Regions from separate parts of the Mus musculus genome. Here regions 1 and 3 are each linked to region 2. The links are chromatin contacts, called in public HiCAR-type and HiChIP or PLAC-seq maps. All regions are on one chromosome and are shown on one strand. The core of a region is the stretch at or near the end of the contact, and the rest is flanking DNA. Distances in the headings are between cores, read along the strand shown.

Evidence for each region. HiCAR-type assays count read pairs that join an accessible place to other places. HiChIP or PLAC-seq counts read pairs in DNA pulled down with a chosen protein or histone mark.
Region 1: a HiCAR-type map of astrocytes shows a contact between it and region 2, with 3 times the contacts expected there. The contact joins the promoter of Ttll6 here to the promoter of Snx11 in region 2. A contact is called at or near these places in 5 of 39 promoter capture datasets (the 3T3-L1 cell line, cranial neural crest, hippocampal neurons and 1 more), 6 of 115 datasets of contacts at active chromatin or transcription factors (astrocytes, embryonic forebrain, embryonic hindbrain and 3 more) and 1 of 9 other capture datasets (macrophages).
Region 3: a contact with region 2 is called in an HNF4G HiChIP or PLAC-seq map of pancreatic cancer cells. The contact joins the promoter of Phospho1 here to the promoter of Snx11 in region 2. A contact is called at or near these places in 9 of 39 promoter capture datasets (the C10 cell line, the HPC-7 cell line, HPC-7-derived erythroid cells and 5 more) and 3 of 115 datasets of contacts at active chromatin or transcription factors (astrocytes, forebrain and pancreatic cancer cells).

The regions. Positions count from the first base shown.
Region 1 is chr11:96,131,672-96,135,455 of GRCm38.p6, forward strand. It overlaps Ttll6 (tubulin tyrosine ligase-like family, member 6), which reads left to right and starts at 2,115. Exons shown (of 15, transcript NM_172799.4): 1 at 2,115-2,290; 2 at 3,200-3,237. The coding sequence starts at 2,115.
Region 2 is chr11:96,775,368-96,779,088 of GRCm38.p6, forward strand. It overlaps Snx11 (sorting nexin 11), which reads right to left and starts at 2,188. Exons shown (of 8, transcript NM_001163389.1): 1 at 2,088-2,188; 2 at 1,601-1,694.
Region 3 is chr11:95,822,786-95,826,438 of GRCm38.p6, forward strand. Phospho1 (phosphatase, orphan 1) reads left to right here and starts at 1,715. Exons shown (of 3, transcript NM_153104.3): 1 at 1,715-1,924. Gm38958 (predicted gene, 38958) reads right to left here and starts at 1,626. Exons shown (of 1, transcript NR_164195.1): 1 at 1,170-1,626.

The DNA.
Region 1 (3,784 bases), core at 865-3,364, 640 kb before region 2:
ATAAAGAAACAGACAAACAAGAGGCAAAACTCCAAAGTAAAGGACCCTCTATACATGAAAGGGGATTTTTTTGTTTTTCTTCTTTTGGTTTTTTTGAGACAGGGTTTCTCTGTGTAGCCCTGGCTGTCCTGGAACTTACTCTGTAGACCAGGCTGGCCTCGAACTCAGAAATCCGCCTGCCTCTGCCTCCGAGTGTTGGGATTAAAGGCGTGTGCCACCACTGCCCGGCTTTGTTTTTCTTCTTTAGGAGACGGACTCTTACTAGGCTCAAGGAACTCCTGCCTCAGCCTCCCCACTAGCCAGATTCTAGCTACAATCCCCATTCCCCCATCCCCCGTCCCCGTCCCCTCACCCCCCCATCCCCAGCTTGAAAATATGTTTTAGGATGTTTAGAGACTATTAGAAATGGAAGCAACTTATATGACCAGCAATAAGGCAAGGGTTGGTTCTATGGAATGTTTCCTAGCCATTAAAAACCAGGAACCAGCTGGCCATTGATGTGGCTCAGTAGGTAAGTGTGTTTCACAACAAGCCTGACTACCTACCTGAGGTTGATCCCAGAACCCACATAATAGGGGAACCAACCCCCACAGGTTTGTTGTCCGCTAACACACACACACACACACACACACACACACAGACAGAGAGAACAAAAATATACCTAGGGACATGCAAACGCGCCTTTATGATATATTATGTGGGCAGAAAGAAGGTGCCAAGATGGTTAAAATGATGTCAGAATAATTACAATTAGAATTTAAGAATTCACAGCCAAGGCAAAGATGCTTTGGTAGAGTAGGTGAGCCACAGGTGATGTCTGCCCTCCCAGCTTTAAGGCCTCCTTTATTTAACATGATTTCAGCAATAAACTGAAAGATAAAGATATTCATTTTTAAAAGCTTTGATCCAAAGGATGTGTATGAGCAGGGCAGGCAAGTAGATGGCAAAAGGCCTGTGGACACTAAAGGAGAGAGAGAGGCTGGCATGTGGGCACTAAAGGAGAGAGGCCTGTGGGCACTAAAGGAGAGAGAGGCTGGAGTGTGGGCATTAAAGGCGTGGAGGTTGGTGGGGAGGAGAAGGGAGGAGGTGGGAGCCTTGTGAAATGGGCCTTATGGCCATATGAGCCTTGGTGTGAGGGCTGTGATCTGAACGGGGCCAGGAAAATCTGGGTTAGGCAGAGGCAGAGGCAGAGGCTGAGGCAGAGGCAGAGGCAGAGGCAGAGGCAGAGGCAGAGGCAGAGAGGCAGAGGCAGATGGGGCAGAGGCAGAGGCAGAGAGGCAGAGAGGCAGAGGCAGAGGCAGAGGCAGAGGCAGAGAGGCAGAGGCAGAGAGGAAGAGGCAGAGGCAGAGAGGCAGAGGCAGAGGCAGAGACTGTACTCCTAAAGAACTGTGAAGGCAGAACGCTGTGTGTGTGTGTGTGTGTGTGTGTGTGTGTGTGTGTGTGGTGTGACAGAGAGAGAGAGAGAGAGAAAGAGAGAGAGAGAGAGAGAGAGAGAGAGAATGAGAGAGAGAGAGAGAGAGAGATCTCAGCAGTTAAGAGTACTAGTTTTCCAGAAGCTCTTAGTTCCATTCTCAGTATTGTTGGGAACGGACATCTGTTGATTCACAGCCGCCTGTGCATCTTATTCGTGCCTGCATCTTGCCTTGTGGGAAGTCGAATGCAGCACTGTAAGGGTTAACAGAACTCAGCCCACCTCCACTGCCCCCTCGGGACTCAGTCCCTCAGATAGAAAGGCTTGAAGCTGAGTTCTGAGGCTGTCTCCAGGCGCACTCTGACTTTAATAATAAGATTGTTTACCAGGTGGTACAGCGCATAGCAGCAGCTCGGCCTCTTTCAGAAAACCCCAGATGGCCAAAACCAAAGCTAGGGTTGGCTAGGTGAGTCCCCAAGGTCAGAGTCTTTGCCAAAGGTGGAACTAGCTCTCTCCCTGAGCGTGCACCAAGCGCGCATTTGGAGCGGGGAGCATTTTTTATAAACTACAACCAGTTGTTTGGGAACGGACATGAGCAAGGGAGGAGCGCCCCCTTCAGGTGGACCCACACAACTGCTGATCGCTCTGCCTTCTCTCCAGGGAGGACTGATGTTTCCCCAGAGCCTCCTCCAGGGCTAGGAAGATGCTACAGTGCCTGACTTCGGAAAGTGAGGAAGGGGCTGAAGAGAGGGAGGAGAGTTCCACAGAAGATCTGGAGGAGCTAAAAGAATTTGTCACCCTGGCTTTTGTGAGAGAGAACACACAAAAGAGGCTCCAGAACGCACAGCAGCATGGTAAGAAAAAGAGGAAGAAAAAAAGGTTAGTATTGAAAAACGAGGAGTTTCGGGGCGTGTGTGTGTGTGTGTGTGTGTGTGTGTGTGTGTGTGTGTGTGGTGTCGGTGTTGATAAGAGCAGGAAGGGCCCAAGGGAAGAAGGTCTTGGCTGATGAGAGGAAAAGGGGACACAGGGCTTGTCTCCTCTGGCTCACACCAATTTCAGTGTTCTGTTTTATGGCATCCCATAATAGTGTGCATAACCTCGAATCACACCTTGTACTTTTCCTTCTATTTGTGTTTGCAATGCCTTTTAAAGACTGGGTGGAGAGGGAGCTCCTTGCTGAAGGAGCAAGGAAAAAATTTCCCTTCCTAAGCGCAAGCTCCCGTGTGTCCTGGGAATTTCACATACTTGCAGTGTAACAGGACCACAGTGACTTGCCAGCCCCGGCGGCTGGCAGCTGCAGCTTGCGCATTCCGTTTCTGGGTTAATACTCTGCTTTGCCTTGTAAGAGAGTATTGTCTATCTTCTAAATGGCTTCCCTTAGTGGAAAGGGGGAGACAATATTTTAGTAAAAAATATGTGCCTTTTAAAATTTCTCAAACAAGCAAACAAACCCCAAAATAAATAAATAAAATAAAATTTCTGTCCCCAATGGGCTGATGGTGTAAAAGTACAGGGACCACTGGGAGTGTAGCCTAGTGTCTAGTGCCTCACTTTCAGGCAGGAGGCCCTGGGTTCAAGTCCCATCACTGACAAAATTAAAAAGGGGGTTGAGGCAATGGTGTTAACACAAAATCGCAAGCAAAGGCAATTGTAACACATGGAGTAACGGAACTGTGAGGTGCATGGCTTGGTGTGGCCACTGGGACACATGTGTCTGGCCCCAGCCCTGTGTTCTGGCCTGGGTATCTGTCTGTGTCTTGCTGTCTGCCCTTTTCTCTTTTCCAGATGATTGGTGATCAATCTATCTAACTGCCGGTATGACAGCGGTAAGTATCTCTGTTCAAGGGGTCTGTGATGGAGACTGAAGGGTGGGGAAGGGGCCAGTCCTGGGCATGCCCGAGGGTGATAAACAGGGTCTCAGAATGCTTGGAAGTCTCCTGAAAATCACAGGGGCATTGTGCACAGCCCATAGTCTTGCGTATTTACGTACATGTTTGTTGACAGGGCTTCACTGTGTAGCTCAGGCTAGCTCAAGACTCAACTATGTCAAATGCTGCCCACCCCCAGACCCCCACCTGCCTCTGTACTAGTTTATCTCACTGATTAAGCCTGGTTATGGTTAAGGATTAGTTTGCATCCAGGGTTTAATGTTTGGAGACAAGCTAGAGGACTCTTTCCTGGGAAAGGGAAGCCAGGGTGAGTCTAACACTCACCCCATGTAGCCTCAGATGTACCCTTCAATAACACTATTCCCCACACTCTTTGCTCCATCTACAAAGACATTCCAGTCCCAAGGAGCCAGCTCTCTAATTTCAATATGTGAGAAAGGGACCTCCCAGCACAGAGCTCTTTCCTGCTTCTGTCCCTTGCCAG
Region 2 (3,721 bases), core at 938-3,437:
ATTTACCTTGAAATGAAAACTGACTCCAGCCAATATGTACTGCCAACAAATGATGCGGGCTGGCTCCTGGGAAAACAAGGCTCTCTCTAAGCTCTCCCTCTCTCCTCCTCCCATGCCCATCCGCACACCCACTCGTTTTTTACAGTCCCACAATTAATTTTAAACACATTCTCTTATTAGTTCTGCCTTACCATTAGCAGAGTGCATAATGAGCTTCCGTCTATTTTATGTTTTGCTAACATAGGGCTAATGTTTCAAAGGAAGGGAAACTCGTTTACGGCATGAAATTAGCAAAGCAAACAGCTTTTGCAATTCTTCCCAATATCCCAGAAGGTCTCTCTACAGACAGACATGGCATGCGGGGACAAAGCTGCATGGCAGATAACAAAACAGAGCTGAACTGTGGAGCAAACCCGAGGTTTTGTGATTTCAACACCATAATAAACAGCATTCTTGCTGACAGTCTGATTTTTTTCATCCGCAGCAGTCACCACCTCCAAGAGGCCCTAGACTGAAAGGCAGGAAATCTCAATTCCCCAATAACCCAGTCCGACAGTCCAGACGGGTACAGACAAAGATCTGTGACCAAAACCAACAGGCTTTCTGTGAATATTAATTAGCCTGCTGGGATTTCCCCCTCTCTTCTCCTCTTAGGCGCTTGCTAAACTGCCAACGGAAGAACAGAAAGTTAAATATTCTTAAGTGGTTTTGTTGTTGTTGTTGTTGTTTGGTTTGGTTTGTGTTTGTAGTACAACAGAAAAGATGACAAGAAAGAAAGGCATCTATCCACTTAGGGGAGATCACACCACTCTGCCTGGAAAAGTCTGTGAAACTCAAGACTCTAGTTCAGTAACTGTTCATCAGACGTTTGGTATAAAGAGTTTGCTAGGGGCCTGCAGCACCCCCATGTGGAAGTTTTTCTCCTTTGTTTTGGAGCTAATGTCATAGAGAAACAAATAAACTGTCTTTTAAGACATTCCAAGTCTCCTGGGTCTCTGTAGGCTCAAGGCTAAGCGTAAAAGGCACTAAGAAGGTTCTGGTGGTCAATTTCCCCTAAGACACTGAGACTGCAAAAAGCAGACTCCGTTTCCAACAACCACTGCTCTTCATCACTGTCCTTCCCAACGACACCACTCTCAGTCGTTATTCCTGGAGAAACAGCAAGTTCTTAACTTCACCTCCATGACCCGTCCAAAGAGGTGGATCTGTGCATCCATTAAGGAAGGGCAGAGTCAAGTAACCTCGAAAGGTGAGGAAACTTACTCCATGCTAACTACATTCCCGGGGCCTTTTCCATCCCATCTGAAGCGCTCACTGCTTCCCTCGGCAGTACCAGCACCCATAGTCCCGGGAAAGAGCCAAGGGGTTTGGTGTGTACAAAGTTTGACGCATTGTAAAGCTCACAGCTGCTAATTCAGGGGAGCAATTCAAAGCTTTCTCATTTTCTCCGCCTCTTAAAACTACTTCAAGGGACACGTAAAAAACACATCAGGCTGTAAAAAAGATTGCACCAAGGAGTCTCCCGCCCCTCCTTACTCGTTCTTGAGCCTTTGGTGTCAACAGACAGCAATTCTAAAACCTCGCCTTCCTAAATACCCACAGGTGTTCGAGGAAGCTCTTCCGCCTGACAGAAAACCTGTCCCGTCCATCAAGCAGCTGTTCTCATTTTTCAGTCGGTAACCCACTCCTTTCACCTGCAAGTAACAAAGGAAGAGCATAGTTTCCAGTATCTGCGAAAAATATCTGCCATTCCCTTCCACTGCCGGCCACTTGGGTAGACATCCCTAATTCTGACTCCGGCCACTCCTTTCCATTCTTTAGCAAACTCAGATGGAAACCAGCCCAACGGTCCTTCTCTTTTCCCGGCTAAATCGGGACGGAAAGACGATTTTCAAGGTATATTGAAAAGCCAGGCTTCCTTTCTTCTTGGGTCCCAGCAAGCCCTCACTTTCATACCAGGCAGTAAGGCAGCCCCCTCCCTAGTGTGTCAACCGAGGCCATCACTCAAATGCCACCACCACGGCTCAAGCCAGCATCCCATTCCCAAGCAGCACCTACGAGCCGCGGCCACGCCCACGCCCCCTCACCTGAGAGCAGCAGCAGCAGCTCTCCACAGCGACACCACCAGCACCGCACCATATAGTCCGATACCGGCTTCTCCTTCCGGGTGAGTCGCCGGTGCCCCGGTGCACGACGGGAGGCGGCTCCCGACGGGCCAATCCTGAGTGTCCCGGACGCCCCACCCCTGAAGACCAGGGCTCTCAGTGGCGATCGCTGGTCAGAGGAGGCTCTCCATCCCGCCCAGGCCTAAGCTGAAATCCGCATCTTTCCGGAAATCGCTAGGGGGCGCGGGAGGCGGAGCGCAAAGACCGAGACCCCGCAAAGTCCACTCCGGTGCCGTGTCCCGCCCACCGCCATTAGGCGGGCCAATCAGCGCTCAGGGAACGTGTTTGAAGGCCGACGAAAGCATCTTAGGAGCCTAAACGTCTTCAGGGTGTTAAAGAGCAGTAAGTGTGGGAGGTTTCTCGCGTTCCTGAAGCCTTACTAAGATCTAAGATCTCGAAAGTCTGGGTTTGAACCTCAGAGGTTGCAGTTCCCCATCTAAACTGTCAAGGGCACTGCCAGTTTGATTTGGAAAACCCACAGATTATCCCAACAGCAGACGAGAAAGTTGACAACAGTTGTCAAGCCCAAAGAAGGATCATACAGTTAGTAAGCAAGAAAAAGCCGGTGAAAATGCTTACTATAGAAATATCTAAAGTCCGGGCTGGAGAGACGGCTCAGGGGGTAAGAGCACCCGACTGCTCTTCGGAAGGTCCTGAGTTCAAATCCCAGCAACCACGTGGTGGCTCACAACCATCTGTAATGAGATCTGATGCCCTGTTCTGGAGTGTCTGAGGACAGCTACAGTGTACTTACATGTAATAAATAAATACATCTTTTTTAAAAAGACAAAAAAAAATATCTTAAAGTCCTCTTAAGCCAATGGAAGTGGCTCACGCCCAGAATCCTAACACTTGGCCATTAAAGACATATAGTGAGCTCTAGGATACGGAGTAAGGCTGTTGGAAAACACAAACGAAAAGCCTCCTTGATCTGTTAAAAAGTTAATTTTAGGGCTGGTGAGATGGCTCAGTTGGTAAGAGCACCCGACTGCTCTTCCAAAGGTCTGAAGTTCAAATCCCAGCAACCACATGGTGGCTCACAACCATCTGTAATGAGATCTGACTCCCTCTTCTGGAGTGTTTGAAGACAGCTACAGTGTACTTACATATAATAAAAATAAATAAGTCTTTAAAAAAAAAGTTAATTTTACCTCTGTAACCCCAGCACTTGGAAGTAGAGGCAGGAACTGAAGGCCAACGCCAACTATATAGTGAGTTTCAGGCTAGCTTGGGCTACCTAAGACCCTGCCTCAAAAACAGCAAGACAGGAGTTGGCAAAATGGCTTCAGAAGATGAGTTCAGGACCCCCAAATTCACACAGTTCACACATTCCTGCAACTCCCACTTCAATGGATCCGAGGCATACACACATCAAAAATAAATATTTTTATTTTTTGTAGCTGTTTTGCCTATAAATAGGTTGTGTACCATGTGTCTACCTGAAACCCTACGAGGCCAGATGAGGGCCTTAGATCTCCTGGCACTGGAGTTAGAAGTAGTTGGAACCATTGTGTGGGTGTTGGGAACTGAACCCTGCACCTATACAAGAACAGAAA
Region 3 (3,653 bases), core at 465-2,964, 950 kb before region 2:
AAACCCTGCCCTTTTGGAAGACAACAACAAAGGCAAACATGGTCTCTGCCCTCAATTTACTTAAAAAAGAGTAAAAGTGACAAGGGAGAGGCGCAGTATGAGGTCATGGGTAAGCAAACTGGGTTGGAACTCCAACGCTACGGTTCATCAACTGGATAGCCCAAGCAAGCTGGGTTAGCTCTTCCCAGTTCGATTTCTTCAGAGCCTCAGTGGCATCATTTTGGAAGGAGAACAAGGATGGGAGCATGGATCCAGACATTCAAATCTTTCCAGCCATCTACCCACTCCCCTCAAGTACACCTAGGGCTGGTTTAAGAAAGGGCATAGTGGCACACATGCCTTTAATCCCAGCGCTCAGAAGGTAGAGGCAGGAACTCGGGAGTAGACCGTCATTCTGGACTATACAGCAAGGCCCATTACTAGCCTGGGCGACAGGAAACTGTCTCAAAGGGGGGGGGGGTCTGGGGGGCATTGGAGGGCCGAGAACAGATACAACACAGATGATGAAGGCTGTGTGAGCCTGTCTTTGAGAAGGGTGTGGAGATGAAACTGCTTCTTTAAGAGGAGGGATTGCAGGGTGTGGGGACTCGGGCCTTTAATCCATCAAATTGGACATGGAAGCAGGAGATTTAGGAGCTCAGGGTCGGGCCTAGAATAGGTAGCAACAAATTATAAGAGACCCACCCTCCCACCCCGACTCAAGATAAAAGGCCCAGGGCCTGAGCACCGCTAGGTAGAGCTAGGTAGAATAAACACCGGTAGCCCTTGGACTTCAGGAAAGAGGTGAAGGGGCGCTGGCGTGTTAGAGAGGGAGCAGGGGCAATGGAGACGTCGCCCTCAAAGATTTGGGCGGGTGGTCCATCGTATCGGCAACTTTTCTGCCAATCTGCCTTCTGCTGGTGGAAGCACGGAGCTCTGGTATTCAAAGCTAGAGGATGATAGGAGAGTTGAAGGTAGACCCAGGCCAGGGTGCACCTCCTCACCCACAGATCCTGTTCTGTGACTGAAGTGAGGTGTCCTTGTGTTCGAACTCTTGGACAAGTCTTTTCTCCTGGGTTCGTCGCACCGGTTCAGAAAGTGCAGGTTTCACCTCCTCTCTTTTAATCGTAATCTAGTGTTCTGAGGGGTGGGAAGGAAGGGAAAGCTCGCCAGAGAGGAAGAGCGGGAACTTGGGAGAAAGCGGGTTTTATTTGCACCACAGTGCTCAAGTGTCGGTTCTCCAACTCCGAGTTTAGGCGGTGCTGGATTGGGAGAGCTTTTCCATCGGCAAGCCCGAGTACCCGGTAATTTGGGGACAGGGTTCCGAGGACTCGGCAGGATGCCGCGACTCCTCCCGGAAGGGCAGAGGGCGAGCTCGGAGCACATGGAGGGAGGGCTGCTTGGCGGGCCGGTCACCCGGCTGTCCCGCGACAAGGAGGGAAGCCGGGCGGTGGAAGGGCTGCCTGCAGAGTCCTGGCGCCGAGCCCAGCAGGAGGCGGGCAGTGTGACACTGACTCACGCACGTGCCCACGCGCACGCAGAGGGTGCCCCGCACCCACGCTCCTCGGACGGGACGCGCCACGCTCCACCCGTCCCGCCCGCCCAGTCTCACGGCCGCTCGCGCGGCCTCCGGGACAGCCCGGAGGCGTGGCTCCCGGGCAGCCCGCCCCTTTGATGTGCGCCGGCGCCACGGTGATTGGCTGGGCGCTTGTGACGTGCGGGGACTGCGGTGGGCCCGGGTGCTGCGGCTGCCGCAGCGCCCGCCGCGGCTCGGGCTCTGGCTCCCCGGCATTTAAAGGGGACGCGGCGGCGGCCCCGAGGATGGGGGGCAGGTGGAAGGGACGGAGCAGAAGCACATCATCCACAGTCCCTCGGGGCTGGAGGGATTCGTGAGCCGGAGCTCAGAAATCCGGGGGTGGATAAGACCGCGTACCCCCCAAATCCCGTAAGCACCCCTTGCTCCATCCTGTCCCTAAATCCCTTAAGTAGCCCCCTTCCCACTACTTCCACTCCAAACTCAGCTGGGACAGACAGCGTGACCGCTGCTGCCCCGCATGAGTCTTGGGCTCCGGGAGGACCGCGATCTAAATGTTGGGGTGGGGGCTGTGTGTAGTTTGAGTGTGTTTCATGTGCTTGGTGGTGGGGTAGTCCCAGGGGCAGAGAACTGAACCCCCTCCTTTCCCAGGTTAATGGTACCCAGTGTCCCTTCATCTCCGGGGACTGTCATAGCTCCCCGCCACCCACAAGTCCTTCCTTCTCCCCGAGCTACGCACCCCCCGCCCGCATTAGAGCGAAGCGCCCGCCAGCTGGGGGTGTGCCAGAGTGCCTGCTTTCCAGTCACCTCTAAAAATATCTCTCCTGCTACCCCACCGGCAGCTGCCATCTCCCTGCCCCTACCCAGTAAGAATCACCTCTGCTTGTCCACCCCAGGCAGGGGACCCCAGAGGTGACGCCTAGTCCCAGATTCCTCACTGGCACCGGGGCGCAGACTAGCTAGGACAGGGAACATACAGAGCCTCCGGAGTTCAGGTAATTTCTTCAAGAGGCAGTAGAGATCCCTGAGTTTTAATCCTATTTCTGATGCTGTGTGATGTAAGCTGGACCTCTCTGCACCCCCTCCCTTGCCCATTACGGGTTAATGAACAAGAAAGGAGTTTGTGAAGTTGCGAGTGTTGGGGGCAGGAATCCTAGCTTAATTGTCAGATCTAATTTCTAGTGATGGGCATACTTATTCTTGAAGCAGAGAGGGCTTGACAGTTTTTAAGTGCTCACCCCCACTCTCAGTCTGCATGTTTCTTGTGGAAAACTCCCCAAACTTTCCTATGGGCTCTACCCTCTCCCCCATTAGGAGAATTTCAAGCTTAGACTTAAGTTAGTGCACACACACACACACACACACACACACCCCTACCCCGACTTCCCACAGATCTAACCTAAAAGTATTTGTATCAAAGGAGCAGGCAGGGGCTGTGATAGGGAATCAGGGCTGCAAACATTGATCTTAGATGAGACTAGAAAAGGACTTCCCTCAGCCCCCAAAAGTTTGCCTCCTGGCTGCTCTAGCATGTGGGAGAAACTCAAAGGTCCTGTCCTGTTCTCCACGGGGACTCTGGTGGTCACACAGAATTTTTTGTTGCTTTGTTTTTCTAGACAGGGTTTCTCTGTGTAGTACCGGCTGTCCTGGAACTCACTCTGTAGACCAAGCTGACCTCTAACTTAGTTTCACCTGCCTCTGCCTCTGCCTCTCTGCCTCTGCCTCTGCCTCTGCCTCTGCCTCTGCCTCTGCCTCTGCCTCTGCCTCTGCCTCTCTGCCTCTCTGCCTCTCTGCCTCTCTGCCTCTCTGCCTCTCTGCCTCTGCCTCTCTGCTTCTGCCTCTGCCTCTCTGCCTCTGCCTCTGCCTCTGCCTCTGCCTCTGCCTCTGCCTCTGCCTCTGCCTCTGCCTCTGCCTCTGCCTCTGCCTCTGCCTCTCTGCTTCTGCCTCTGCCTCTGCCTCTGCCTCTGCCTCTGCCTCTCTGCTTCTGCCTCTGCCTCTCTGCCTCTGCCTCTCTGCCTCTGCCTCTCTGCCTCTGCCTCTGCCTCTGCCTCTCTGCCTCTCTGCCTCTCTGCCTCTCTGCCTCTCTGCCTCTGCCTCTGCCTCTGCCTCTGCCTCTGCCTCTGCCTCTGCTGTGATTAAA